Linked DNA regions of Sus scrofa: regions 1 and 2 are each linked to region 3. A link is a contact called in public Hi-C and HiChIP or PLAC-seq data. All regions are on one chromosome and are shown on one strand. Each heading gives the region's core, a stretch centred on a gene start, on an enhancer-like site or on the middle of the called end of the contact. The rest is flanking DNA. Distances are from core to core; before and after follow the strand shown. Region 1 overlaps NFIB (nuclear factor 1 B-type). Region 2 overlaps NFIB (nuclear factor 1 B-type). Region 3 has its middle 360 kb from the start of MPDZ.

The links. Hi-C and Micro-C count contacts between places; a contact is called where the count stands out from the background. HiChIP or PLAC-seq counts read pairs in DNA pulled down with a chosen protein or histone mark.
Region 1: a contact with region 3 is called in an H3K27ac HiChIP or PLAC-seq map of skeletal muscle, with 5 times the contacts expected there. The contact joins two enhancer-like sites. A contact is called at or near these places in 1 of 47 Hi-C or Micro-C datasets (skeletal muscle) and 1 of 2 datasets of contacts at active chromatin or transcription factors (skeletal muscle).
Region 2: a contact with region 3 is called in a Hi-C map of skeletal muscle, with 7 times the contacts expected there. The contact joins two enhancer-like sites. A contact is called at or near these places in 2 of 47 Hi-C or Micro-C datasets (both in skeletal muscle) and 1 of 2 datasets of contacts at active chromatin or transcription factors (skeletal muscle).

What each region holds. Positions count from the first base shown.
Region 1 is chr1:208,245,161-208,249,477 of Sscrofa11.1, forward strand. The region is part of intron 2 of NFIB (nuclear factor 1 B-type); the gene reads left to right. Among named protein-coding and RNA genes, the nearest start is that of NFIB, 65 kb to the left of the region's middle. Within about 2 kb of position 1,456, at least 35 of the 83 cell types and tissues checked have an H3K27ac peak or open chromatin away from gene starts, as enhancers often do. A contact at or near this core is called in skeletal muscle, where this site is marked.
Region 2 is chr1:208,295,318-208,299,972 of Sscrofa11.1, forward strand. The region is part of intron 2 of NFIB (nuclear factor 1 B-type); the gene reads left to right. Among named protein-coding and RNA genes, the nearest start is that of NFIB, 120 kb to the left of the region's middle. Within about 2 kb of position 1,669, at least 35 of the 83 cell types and tissues checked have an H3K27ac peak or open chromatin away from gene starts, as enhancers often do. A contact at or near this core is called in skeletal muscle, where this site is marked.
Region 3 is chr1:208,822,481-208,826,925 of Sscrofa11.1, forward strand. No RefSeq gene overlaps it. Among named protein-coding and RNA genes, the nearest start is that of MPDZ, 360 kb to the right of the region's middle. Within about 2 kb of position 2,836, at least 16 of the 83 cell types and tissues checked have an H3K27ac peak or open chromatin away from gene starts, as enhancers often do. A contact at or near this core is called in skeletal muscle, where this site is marked.

The DNA of each region.
Region 1 (4,317 bases), core at 206-2,705, 580 kb before region 3:
GGAGGGGGTTTGTTTTCCTTCCTTCTGTCCTAAGAATCTTACCTCCCTTTTCTCCCTCCCTCCCTCTTTCTCCAGTCTTTTGTAACCATACACTTTCCTTGACAGATTGACTTCTGCTTGTAAAAGTTTACCTGGATTTAATGCTGGTGATTGTCATGGGTGCAGTCTTTTGATGCGAAGAGATGGGAAAGCCACTCCTCCTCCAACAAAGCTGATAGATGGAAAACTCTATCTGTAAACCTTAAGACACTTTGTATTTAAAATCTTCTTCTCAGTCACTTTGCTCAGAGTTTCCCCAAGGTAGTATTTAGTAAAAATGTAACAAGTAGTGAATAATAGAGAATTCATTTGCTCATTCATTCATCAAACATGTACTGTCTTTTATACTAATTGTGCAATTAATGGAATTATTACCTTCATTTTTCTTTCACATGTTAAAACTGAAGCAGCTTGTTTTCTCTTAATAATGTAAATGTTTAAAATTGTTATAATTCTTACCTTAGTGCATATTTTTCCTCAGTAGCTTTACTACTTTTATTTATTGACAGGAAAAAGAAAAGATGGAAAAAGCCACATATCATGACAAAATATAAAATCTCTGTATACTATTTTTAACTTTTAAGGTATTTTCAGGACTTAACATCTTTTAAAATGAATGTTTTTAAATGAATTCATCATAAATAGGTCTCTAAACACCCTAAGAAAGAAAGAATAAAGAGGATAATCAGCAATAAATCAAAGTGCTTAAAGCACTTGGGAAATTATTTCTAGACTTTGAAAGTGGTGTCCACAAGCTCCACCAGTCCTTTTACTATTCCCAACACTTAGATTTTCTCCTAAAGGAAGGAAAGGCTAAAAAGTAGACCTCATTTTTATTTCCCTGTCTTGGGTTTTGAGGAGTGAAATGATTTTTCTTACTGAGAGATAAGGGTAACCACAATTTTAAAAACTGGCTACCCCTTGGACACATGTACTCTTGCAAATCCTGTAGCAACTGAAAAATCTCCAGATAGATGTAAAAATTAATTCATGTCCTACTACCAGGCAGGGAATGTGGGCACATGTGGATAAAGCTGACTAAATCCCACAGAATTTATGCGGCTCGCCTATTAAACCTCAAATAATGTAATGGGAGTGAAAGCCAAGGCCCGTTTTCTCTTGCTTTCCTACCCAGCTGGTTATTTATAAAAGTTGGACCTGTTTGTTTTCCGCCCCAAGTGTGTCCCCTGTCCAGTGAGCCTGAGTCTTTCCTGGTCGTGGAGGGGACTCGGGTACCAGGATGCAGTGCAGGATCGGGTCACTGGAACTGACACACGGGGATGAGCAGGCTTTCCACAGGAGGCTCTAGGGGCCCCCCGGGGCTCTGGTGACAAGGCATAGCCCCTCGGTGTCTGTGTGACCTCTAACAGCTAAGTGCTGGCCTCAGCCTCCTGCACTCATCCCATTCGCAGGAACCTGAATGACTGGTTGGTCTGGTCCGAAGAAAATAGCACTGACATCATGTGATTCTGGCAAAGTAAACCACATTGGAACTTGGCCTTTGAATACCCAAGGGGCTGGCAGCAATCGCAGGGGTTGGCTGGGAGCCCCATTGAGTTCACTAGTAATCATTTGACTGCTGAGCTGGACAAGCTGCCCTAGTTTTTCTGACAAGCTCTGTCTAAAAGAATGATGGGCAGTCTGCCATTAGGATTTTTGAGCAGAGTTGCTAAAGATTAACTCTTTAGCTACTGTATGTATATCTTGTCCTTTGTTCCACGTCGGAGCGTAATTAGGTAAAACTTCCATGAGAAGGTTCCAATTCCTCATTCAGTTACTGCACACGGAATTCCTGTCTTGCACAACAAACACCCATAGGCAAGAAAAAGCACTGTCGAACGTTTTATGTGTATGTTTCAAAAGAATGCCAGTGGATGAGTTTTCCTTAAAGTTTCTAGTTTGTTTTAGACAAAATGTTATCATTTTTAATTAAGCAAAATGTCATTTGCATCCTAACTGTCCCTTGGAAATAGATATTAGCTGAGGGAAGCCTTTGAAAAAAATAGGAACACTTAATATATTTTTTTATGATAGATGTATCAATGCATATACTTTCCAATAAAAACTTGATAATTCAGGGTATTCTAGAAGAAAGGAGGTAATGGCAGTCATTGTGTCCTACTCCAAAGAGGACATTTTTTTTGGGGGGGGGATAAATATGACAACGTGTTTACCTTCTTATCTTTCACTAAGAAAGGTGATGCCTTGGAAACTTTTATTCCTTTTCCCGCAAAGTTAATTAAAGTACCACTGATAGAGTTAAATGGGTTGATCAAATAATTCTGTATGCTGTTGCTCCTGGTGATGAACTCAAGGTGTTTCATCTTGCTTTATACTGGAATTTTCCTAAGGCACGCTCCCTTTCCTGCAGATAGCTGTGACAGTCTCGGCTGGCCACCACAGTTCCATGACAGGGCTTCAACACTCTGTTGTACAATCAGATGACAGCAGTGGTGGTGCCGCAGTGAAAGTGCGAGGCCAGCGATGTGTTGAGAATCTTGGTTCATCCACATTTGGGAGTTTTAATGGCAAAAACTGAGGTTCTGGACTTCTTTCTTCTCTTGGGTCAAGGCTTTCATTCCCCACCCCACCCCTGTAAGAAAGCCCTATTTGAGGAATGGTATGATACCTCTGTTGTAATATATAAGAGATTTGTGACAACAGCCATCCAGGGACATTATTTTCTGTCCAAGAATTTGCCCCACACCTCTCATCTCCCTTCCCCCAGCACAGTAATCCCCCAAAGAATCATCCTCCAGGGCCGAGCTAAACCTTGAGAGGGACAGCCCCTTGAGTGCATAAAGGAGCATTTTAGTGAGTTTTTAATTTGGCTCATCCCCCTAAGACTTATCAAGAGAAGGTGAGATCGACTCACCTTTTGAATAATGGTTTACAAATTGCTGGAACTTTTGAGTGTTTTGTTCCTACTGGGTGTGGTTTGGGGGACAAGCCAGTGAAAATGCTCACAAGATTTTGGCATTCCTGTTGCTATTTCTGCATGGTCCAGGGATCTTGTTTGTCTAGCCCTTTATGTGGGGAAGGAATCACCACTGGCATCAGGCCCTCATTTATCCCACAAATGGGCTTGAGAGTGGTGAAGGAGTGGTCCAAGAGATGGGGGTTACCCATCCTCCTAACCCTCTTCTCTCTTTTCCCTCTTGCCTCCTCCTTTTTCCTTCTCCCTCTTCTCTGTTTCTCCCTCTGTCCTTCCCTTCTTTTCCTCTCCTTCATTTTTTAAATATTACGTGTCAGAGCATCACACTCTGACATACTCTGACATCATATTCATACATATTGGAGCATCTACTATCTCCAGGCAGTGCACAGTGATGAACAGAAGCAGTGCTGGTACAGGACTTAGGGCGTTCCTAGCATAGTGGGAGACAAAGATGTCTCATCAGTTGACCACAAAAATAAACACAGAATGAATAATTATGTTCAAGAATTTGATGAAGAGGCAGATGATGGTAGAAGGAAATAAAACAAGAGGACCTTATTAAATACCAATGAAATTTCCAGGTAATACCATTTCTTAGTACTACTTAAAAAAAACAGGAAGTTAGGTCTGAAGTTGACTCTCAACTCCATAACTTACTATTTAAACTTGATCCATTGGAGTTCCTGACGTGGCTCAGTGGTTAACGAATCCAACTAGGAACCATGAGGTTTCGGGTTCGATCCCTGGCCTTGCTCAGTGGGTTGACGATCCGGCATTGCTGTGAGCTGTGGTGTAGGTTGCAGATGCGGCTTGGATCCTCGTTGCTGTGGCTCTGGCGTAGGCCAGTGGCTACAGCTCTGATTCAACCCCTAGCCTGGGAACCTCCATATGCCAACGGGAGCGGCCCAAGAAATGGCAAAAAGACAAAAATAAATAAATAAATAAATAAATAAATAAATAAATAAATAAACTTGATCCATGGACTTAAGTTCTCGGAGTCTTAATTTTCTCACCAGTAAAATTAGGATAGTAATATCTCTTCCTCAGAGTTTACATGTGGAAGTACTAGAAGTACTAAATTTTAAACACTTGGTTGACACAGTAAGAATTTAACAAAATTATCTCTTATTATTAATGCTATAATTCAGTGAGCTAAATTAAAGGTGACCTATATGGTTTTTTTCTCCTATCTATTAAAGTGCCACTGACAAACCTAGTTTAGTGCTTACCCATCATTTTCAGAACCTGTCTACTAGAATGTTATAGGAAGTTAACCAGTGATTTAGACTGTCCTGCTGCTAACGTGGACACTCCCATGGTTTTATCCACTAATTTAACTA
Region 2 (4,655 bases), core at 419-2,918, 530 kb before region 3:
CACTCAGTGGGTTAAGGATCCAGGGATGCTATGAGTTGTGGTGTAGGTCACAGACAGGGGAGGGCATGGGGAGGGTGGGGTGCTGGTCCTCTGATTCTTCCATTGCTGTGGCTGTGGCTGTGGCTGTGGCGTAGGCCAGTGACTACTGCTCCACTCAACCCTTAGCTTGGGAACTTCCATATGCTGTAGGTATGGCCCTAAAAAAAGCAAATATATGTTACAGGAAACTGGAGATACTTTCTGAACATACCAACTTTTTTCACCAGTCTGTTAAGAGTGGCCTGCTGTTCTCCAACTATGGGACTTTGATCCTCCTGATAACTAATTAAGCAAGGGTTGAAAATCCCTAAATGTCTTTTGTTCAGAATTTTTTAACAGTGGTTAAAAAATGTTCTGTCTTACAAAGGTCCAAGAGGTATGTGTGTGTATGTATTTCAAGTGAGTGCTAGTGAATAGACAGTATTCAAAATATACCATTACAGAGACATTAGACATTCTATAATGTTGAAGATTTTAAGAAATAAAGTGGAAATCATTGGTGTGGCTGTGCTGTGTGTGGACATACAATTAAAGCTCGAAAGACTGGGCATTTAGTGAATAAGCAGTATGAGTGTAATGAGTGCCACAGGTCCAGGTCAGCATTATGGAATTCATCTTTCACTTCTGAATTTTCTCTGGTCAGAGACAATGTTGGATTCAGATGAAGCTTAGTAATGATTGAAGTATAGTACACCAGGCCTGCCGTGTCTCTCAACCTAAGCTTACAATTGTGGAACACCCTAAAAGAAAAAATCCAGTGACCTCATTATGTAGTATTTGGCAGCTGTGGACACAGCATTTTAGCTGGGACTTTAATAGAGAAAAGACAGGACAGAGACAGTACACATCCTGTGAGATCTAGGTGTCCTTCTGAAGCATTTTAGTTTATAATTTAAGGGCTTTTTGCCTTCCTACTCCGAGCAGCCTGGACAGTTAAGAGTTCCAGTCAGCCCCTCCCTCCCCTGCCCTCCCTCCTTTTGGTCAATCCTTGGAACTTGCATACACCATGGATTTGGTCTCGATTTTTACAATTAAGTGGGTTTTGTGCTCTGGATGTTTGCCATAGAAGGGTCTAAATCTTTTTTTTTTTTTTTTTCCTTCCTTAAAATGTGTTACTCTGATGATGTAAGAGAAGCACAGCCTCTTAAGGAAAGAAAAGGAAGCCCGTGAACTATTTGGGAGGTTTTCATTTTGCATACACCCATGCTTTGCGAAAGACTTTAAGTCCGGGTCAAAATCATGCCCTTGCAAATAGGAAAATGTGGGCTTGGCTCATGCTTTTGCTGGAGTACATGTCCCCGGAGTGGGGCGTTCTTATTTTACTTCTTCCCACAAAGTTGATCGGGTTTCTCTCACGAGGAGAGGGCCCTCTGGGCCTAGGCCTCAGTGAAATGCAGGGGAGACCCCTGGGCGCCCCTTTGCGACGGGGAGGGTCCCCGGGGTGCTCTGGCGTTCGCGTCTCAGGCCGCTTTGTGAAGCAGGGTGTCGTACCGAGCCCCTTGCAGTGGGAAACGTGCTTCCGCGCTTGCTCCGAGGCCCGGCGGCCGCCGCCCTCCGGCCTCCGCGCGAGGCGAGGCGAGGCGAGGCGGGCCGGCCCGGCGACATTTCACGAGGCCGCTTGGCAGCCATTTTAGATCCTGCCCGCGCTGCGAGCTCCTGGCTGCCAAAAACTGCAGCCGCTCCGTGCCAAGACACTCTTGGCAGTGGAGATAAACTTTGTAGAGATACACAGTCCAGAAATATCTTATAATTACAAAGCACAGGGGGCAGAATGTTTTTACAATACAGCTGTGCTAATGTAAACATTTAATTTGGCAGCCTTCTCCACCCACTTTTCAATTAACCGGGTTTAGGCAGATACTTTAGGTCTGTAATAAACTTTATTGCTACTTCTCGTAGAGTACAGTTTATGAAACACAGATTGGAGGGGCTTTGTTGGGGGGTTTCCATGCATATAGGAAAGCACATGGTGAAGGTTGTGCTGCCATGAAGGGGAAGTGTAAGCTTTCTGTCTCAGAAACCGCTACAGGCCCGGCTTGACGGAAACAGTTGCTTTAAGGGGAGAAAACTGTGGGGGCTGTCTCCTTTGGCTTCTTCAGCCTGCGAGAGGATATTAATAGAAAGAGGTAGAATCACTTATATAGCTACAAAAAGACACTTGTGTTGGTGATCATTAAAAAAGATAAATGTCCCCTGCAATGCATGAGACTGTTTCAGAGATAAATTCCCAATAACAGTTCTTACAGATATAATTATAATAATTGTGTAATCGCCGTGATAATTATTCTTATAGAGTGAAAGAAATAATTTTCTATCTAAAGTAGCATTCAACTCTTCAGCTCACAAAGCTAGTCAATAGATCCTTTTCAGCTAACCTAGAAAAAAAAATGGTAGAGGTCATAGAGTTTTAAAGCTAAATTTGGTTTTAATTGACATTGAGAAAGGGAATTTTTTTTTTCATAAGGAATATGACATCACATTTCATGATAGCTCTTTGCATAGATGTGTTTACACATTTCTCAGATAAATTAGAGAATACCATATACATGCCAAACGTATGGATATTTCATTTTTTAAAGACAAAGAAGGCATTCAGCTCATATTTTCATGTCTTACCATTTAGAAACTTTGCCTTGATTCTGGTTTTTATGGTTTTTAAAAATTATCTTTTTTTTTTTTTTCTCCACTTAATGGTGGATTTTCATAATAGCAAACCATTCTTATATTTTCCCCTCAGGACTCCATTTGAGTGCCTCGTTTAGTCTGGCTCCAACACCATTCAATCTGTGGGGTGTGACCATAAAGTAATTTTCAATTTGAAGTTGTATTCTTCTGTTCAGCTCCCAAAGCTCATCACCAGATCCCTTTCAGCCATCCTGAGAGATGATAGTGGTCAGAGAATTTTGAAGTTGTACTCTTATTATTTTATAGTCTTGTTATTTTTATCCTCCAATAGCTCTTTTGCCATCATATTACCTTTATGCATTCTGCTCATCACAGCTAAACAAGGCATTTGCAATGGCTTTTATTCTCTCAGATGTTTTACTCTTTAAAAACAAAAATCAAACAAAAAATGTTTGTCTCACAGCTAAATCCGTGTGTGTGTGTGTGTGTGTGTGTGTGTGTGTGTATCATGTCAGTTCTATTTTCAAAATATAATACCTGAGGATACTGTTTATTTGTAAAATTTAAGCAGCTTATTTTACCTGTTAGCAAGTGATAAAAGCACAACACAGATTAAATTGTATGCTGCATGAAGAGAAGGACAAAAAATGTTTTGTCCTCTGCTGTAGACTGAGCTCCAAGGATGATGCATCATGGAATCTTTTGGTGCTCAATCTTGTGTTGGTGGTAGTTTTTTTAAAAAAATTCTTTTTATTGGGAGTCTCCTTTGTGGCTCAGCAGTTAATGAACACGACTAGGATCCACGAGGATGCAGGTGCAATCCTTGGCCTCACTCAGTGGGTAGGATCAGGTGTTGCTGGGAGCTGTGGTTGTAGATCACAGATGCGGCTCCAATTTGGCATTGCTATGACTGTGGCGTAGGCTGGTAACTGTGGCTCCGATTCACCTCTTAGCCTGGGAACTTACATATGGCACGGGTGAAGCCCTAAAAAGCAAAACAAACAAACAAACTTTTTGTTAAAGTAGAGTTGATTTACAATGTTGTGCTAATTTCTGCTGTACAGGAAAGCGAGCGACCCAGTCATTCATATATGAATACACACACACACACATATATATATATATATATATATATATATATATATATATATGTATATATCCCTTTTCTTATATTATCTTCCATCACGGTCTATCCCAAGTTGTTTTTTTTTTCCCCTAAAATAAACAATGGGTAAATCTAGTAAGTACAAGTTGGAATCCTAAATACTAACTGTTAATTAACTGTATAAATTGGTAGGTCATTATGAAACTTTTCTTTGGATTGTTTTATTTTTCTTTGGGAAATTAATGCTCTTTGTCTCAATTTCTTCATGGACGGTGTATCCAAGATAATATCCTTTCTGCAGCTGAAATGAACTCCCTGAATTATACAGGACAGAGTACAATAGAAGGAGGTCACAGTCTTGTGCAGGGAAGCAGCATCTAAGCCGCCAACCAGGAGGCAGTGTTAAAAGGCCTTTATTGGAGATATGAGCAAGGTGTTGCAGGCCTGGGGGTTGGCCTCTTTAGGTGGGGGAAAGTGAGATTCAAGGAAGATAGACAAAATTCAAGGCCTTCGGAAGGTGAGTTAGGAGTTCATCTAGCTGTGAAAAAAGGGATATTTCTGAGATAGAATCTGTGCGGGCAAAGGCATAGAGCCTTGCACTTGCACAGCGTGTTCTAGGAGTTTCCCCGGCATGTTGGAGCTTAGGCATTGAGAAGTTAGATAGAAGAAGAGGTGCAAGGTGAAGTTGTCTGATGGCCTAGTGAGCAGTGCGGCTGGGCTAGGACCAGATGATGAACAGTTTTCAATGCTGTGCTAAGGATGTCATAGATTGTTATGGGCAGTCATGAGCTATCAAAGTGTTTTAAGGATTGAAATGGTGTGCTTCCTGCAGGCAGTGCAGAGGATGGAGTCTGACTTTATTGTGAAGAGGAAATTCTCTTTGCCT
Region 3 (4,445 bases), core at 1,586-4,085:
AATGAACAATCTAAGCTTTCATATGAAGAACCTAAATATAGAAGGAAGAAAAGTAAAACAAAATAACACCGAAGCAAGCAGAAGAATAATAGAAGAGCAGAAATCCATGAAAGTGAAAACAGAATAAAGAATACCTACCTCATTATCATGTCTATTGATGCAAGAAAATAATTTGACAAAATTCATTATCCATTCACGATTAAAAAAAGAAAAGACTCTGAGGAACTGACTCAACTTGATAAGGCACATCGCCAAAAATCCTTCAGCTAACTTTATACTTAGTAATGAAAGACTGAATGCTTTCCCTAAAAGGCCAAGAACTAGGCAAAGGTGTCTGTTCTTAATATTCCAATTCAACAAAACATATTGAAAACATACATATTAAAAAATACAAAATTCTTAAGAAAGAATTCAAAGATCTAAATAAATGAAAAGACATAGCATGTTCATGAATTGTGGGACTCAATGTAGTAGGGATATAAATTCTCCCCAAATTGATACATAGGTTTAATTCACCCAGTATGTCTAAAGTTGGAGACTAGTAAGCTGCTTAGGCATCAACTCTTAGGGGACAATATTTTGTTAAGATCATTTTAGTTTTGAGTATGGAGCTCTGCTGTGCAAGACCAGAACTTTTAATTCTAGGGTATTATAGAGTAAATAGTAAAGTACTATTTTGTTTTACAATGGACAAAGAGTGGGAAAGGATTTGGGGGCTACTCTACAAATCACATGGACATTAACAATCAAGATGGTGTGTTGGCAAGAAATCTGATCTGCAATCTGATTTTGTTTGGCTAGCAATATTGCTGTTGTTATTAATGAGATTTAGAGTGCCTTCCGTGGAGACCTGCACTCTCCTATTCACCACTGTCCCCATAACTTCTATTGTATGACACTTGGCCCTGCCTCCTTTACTTACATAACCTGTCTGTTTTCCTGTACAGGCTAGGACTTGTAACTCTTGACTTATAATATTGTTGCAACAAAAACAAATCAATTCCAAGTTCAAATAAATGACCTTACAAACAAACTTTTACAACCATAAGTTGATTAGACAGGGATTTTTAAGACATGCCAATAAAACACACAGGAAACTGGATATTGAGGTCCAGGAGAGAGGGTTTCAAGATTTAGTACTAGCTAGGTATGGCTTCTCCTTCCAAAGGTACTTAAAAGCTAAAATAGGTTTAATGAGTTTTTTTTTTTTTTTTAAGAAGCCGTATAAGTATTCTGAACAAGAAAGAATATAAGGTAGTTAAAAGTAATTTTTCCATGTAAAATTTGATCATTTATCTGCATTCTGCAACACTGTATGCCACACCAGTGACCAGAAAATCACCTTCATCAGGCTCAGTGTTTTTCATTTCAAACTGATCCTTCCTTGGCAGATTCTTATTCTTTAACTCCTTTTTTGAAATACTTCATATGGACAGCTGTCCCTCTACAGTTAGAACAACTGCTCTGTAGTCTGGTAGATGCTCAGGTGGATAATGTTATACTTTGTTTCCATTAATTCAAATGAAAGATCACTTTTGTTCTTTAGTTCCATTTGGGAGAGCATCCCATATTCTAATAGATGCTTGGGACGCAAAATGGCCATATCAGCGGCATGTTTACAAACTGTCTCTGAACCCATGATGTTTGCATTTGGTATGTATCTTCGGTTTTAGCCCATGAATTTTATTTCATTTGAGATATTGTATGTGACATTCCTTTGCTCACAGTATTTGTTTCAGCAGGGTAAAGAGGAATTGTGAGAAAAGCAAGACATTTGCACTTATGTGGACACTCATAACAAAAATTTCCTGCTTTAGGCCCTTGTGTGAGTTATATATCATCACTGGTTTTTCTACTTTCTCAAATATAAAAAGGATATACTAATGCTTTCTTCAGCAGTCTATTACAAAAATTAAACAGATAATGCACTTAAGAGTGCTGAGATATAAAGGTGTGCAATGCAGTTTTTCTACTTTCAGAGTGAATCATCTTCCAGCTCTATCCCCAAATTAGGGGGTGGGGAGGATGCTGGTGAGAGACTTACTGGTATTTCCTTAGTACTAATTAAGGGACAAATGTTTAAATATAAACCTCTCACGCAGGTAATTATTTCCTATAATATTTATGATATAATTGAGTACTATATTGTATACCATAAATTATGGCTTAAAAATGACTTTGTCTGCGTTCCAAATTACAATTTATGTTTCTATGGGAAAATGTATTCCAGATTTTAAATAATCAACTCAAAAAAAAAAAAAAGAAATTTTGTATCATAGCCTACTCATAAATCAAAACTGGTAAGAGTATCTAACTTTTACCTTTTTATATCCTAAGATTTTAAATTTCTGCAGAAAAGGTCCTATCAGTGACTAATAAGATGTTTTGTTCATAGTAGGTAACCAGTAAATCTTTTTTGGTTTACTTTGATTTTTACAACTAAGGATGAAAGGAGATCAACAGGGGCAGGCAGATTGAATATAAACGTGGCCCCAATTTGTCTTCTCTCTATATCTACACCTCATTACAATGTGAATTTGCAACTCCTCCTTCAAGAACTAGATTCTGTCCTTCTCCGTGAGATCTGGTCTGGCCTTATTCCAGAATGTGGCTAAGGTACAATATGCCAGTTATAAGTCTCAACTAGAAGAGGCCCTTCCTGCTTCCATACTTTCTTGGAACTCTGCCACAGTCATTTAAATAAACTAGACTAGCCTGCTGGAGAGTGAGAAATGATGTAAGGAGAGTACAACTGTCCCAGCTAAGGTCAGCCCAGACCAGTTTACAACCAGCTGACCTCCAAATATGTGAAAGAGCCCAGCCTAGAGCTGCCGGCTTAATCTCCAGTCGACCACAGATCCAAGGGTAAACCCAGCCAAGACCAGAATAGCTACTCTGCTGACCTGTAGACTCATGAGCAGTCATACATGCTTGTTGTTTGAAGTCACTGAGTTTGAGGTTTGCTTGTAGCACAGCAATAAATAATTCATATGTCAGCTAGGTTAGGTTCTGGGCAATGTATGGAGGCTAGTTTGGAAGTATTGTGGGTATATCATGGTGGTCACAAAAATGTGACTTTAGCATTTCAAAAAGAAATTTTTTTAGCTCACTAGATTATTCAATTTTAGAAAAGCAAGCTACAAGAAAACTGTAGGCATTAGTCTGGGGGATAAAAATGAATACATATATTTTCAAGTACCTTTTAAAATCTTGGTGACCTCTAAAAATACCAATTACCTATTAGAAGGCCAAAAAGCTGTGTGCCATGCATCTAAATCTCAGACATTCCAAAAAAAAAAAAAAATTCCTCCTGCTTTACGGGCAATAAGTATCCCAGAGGCTATTCTGGAAGAGGCTATTCTTGGGGAAAGCATCTTTTAAAAACTAGGAAGTCAGCCTGCCCAAGAGAAGCAATAACAGAGCCCAGGAAATATGGGCAGTCAGATGCTAACTCAGAAGTAAATAGATCCCCTATACAGACACACACACACACACAGAGACACACAGACACACACACACACATACACACACACACACACACACAGCTCTCTGCAAGCAATGGCAAAGCCCACAATATGCAGTTCTTTAAATAAATTGAAGGGAGGAAGCCAGCCAAAAACAGCGAGATGGATATAGTGCAAAAGGTCCATAGAAAAAATGAGAAAGGAGATAACAGAGACTCAATTAATTTTTGGCTGAAATCATTCCTGAGGAAGACCTTAGGGAGTTTCCCACTCTGAAATTGTCTTTTGACAGAACCAGGTCAGAGGTAAGAGAACAAATAATACTAAAAGCACGAGGTGTGCAAAAATGAACTAGCAGACTGTGGGTAATTCATTTGTACATTCTCATCCTGGCGTCCAATCTGGTATTTTGAAGAAACTACAGGATGAGAGGACATGTTCACAACCAAAATGTGCAGAGGACTCTCCTCAAAGGACACTTGATTTTTTATCTGGGCATTGGCAGAACCTATGTAAAAGAGTGGGATTGTGTGCTGGTTATGCAAAATATGATTGAATTTTTTTTCAAGCTGCTATAGAAGGTTAGTATAGAAAGTGCAGTTTCTTTCTCCCAGATTTCAAAGGAGGGGAACCAAGTTTTATGCTGTGAATTCTGAGTTTTCTGCTCCAAGCAGTTATTCACAGCTTTTGCCAGTTAGAAATAAAAGTTGCCCTCAAACCATAACCCCTACCCTAATTTAATCTTTGAGAATAGTCTAGGATTGTTGAGTATGGGTTCCTGAGGAAGAAGTGGATGAAAGCTGAAGGTAGAAGAGATGGAAAAAATATGGTATGCCTGAGTTTGGTGAAGATTCCCTAAGACTGAGAGAAGCAAGAGGGCTTGGGTGGTTTCCACAAATGGCAGATGGGATCTGGAGTGAGAAGTAGCAGCAGGGTACCTATGTGGGCTACTGTGTGAGGTGTTGAGAACAGTAGTGAAGA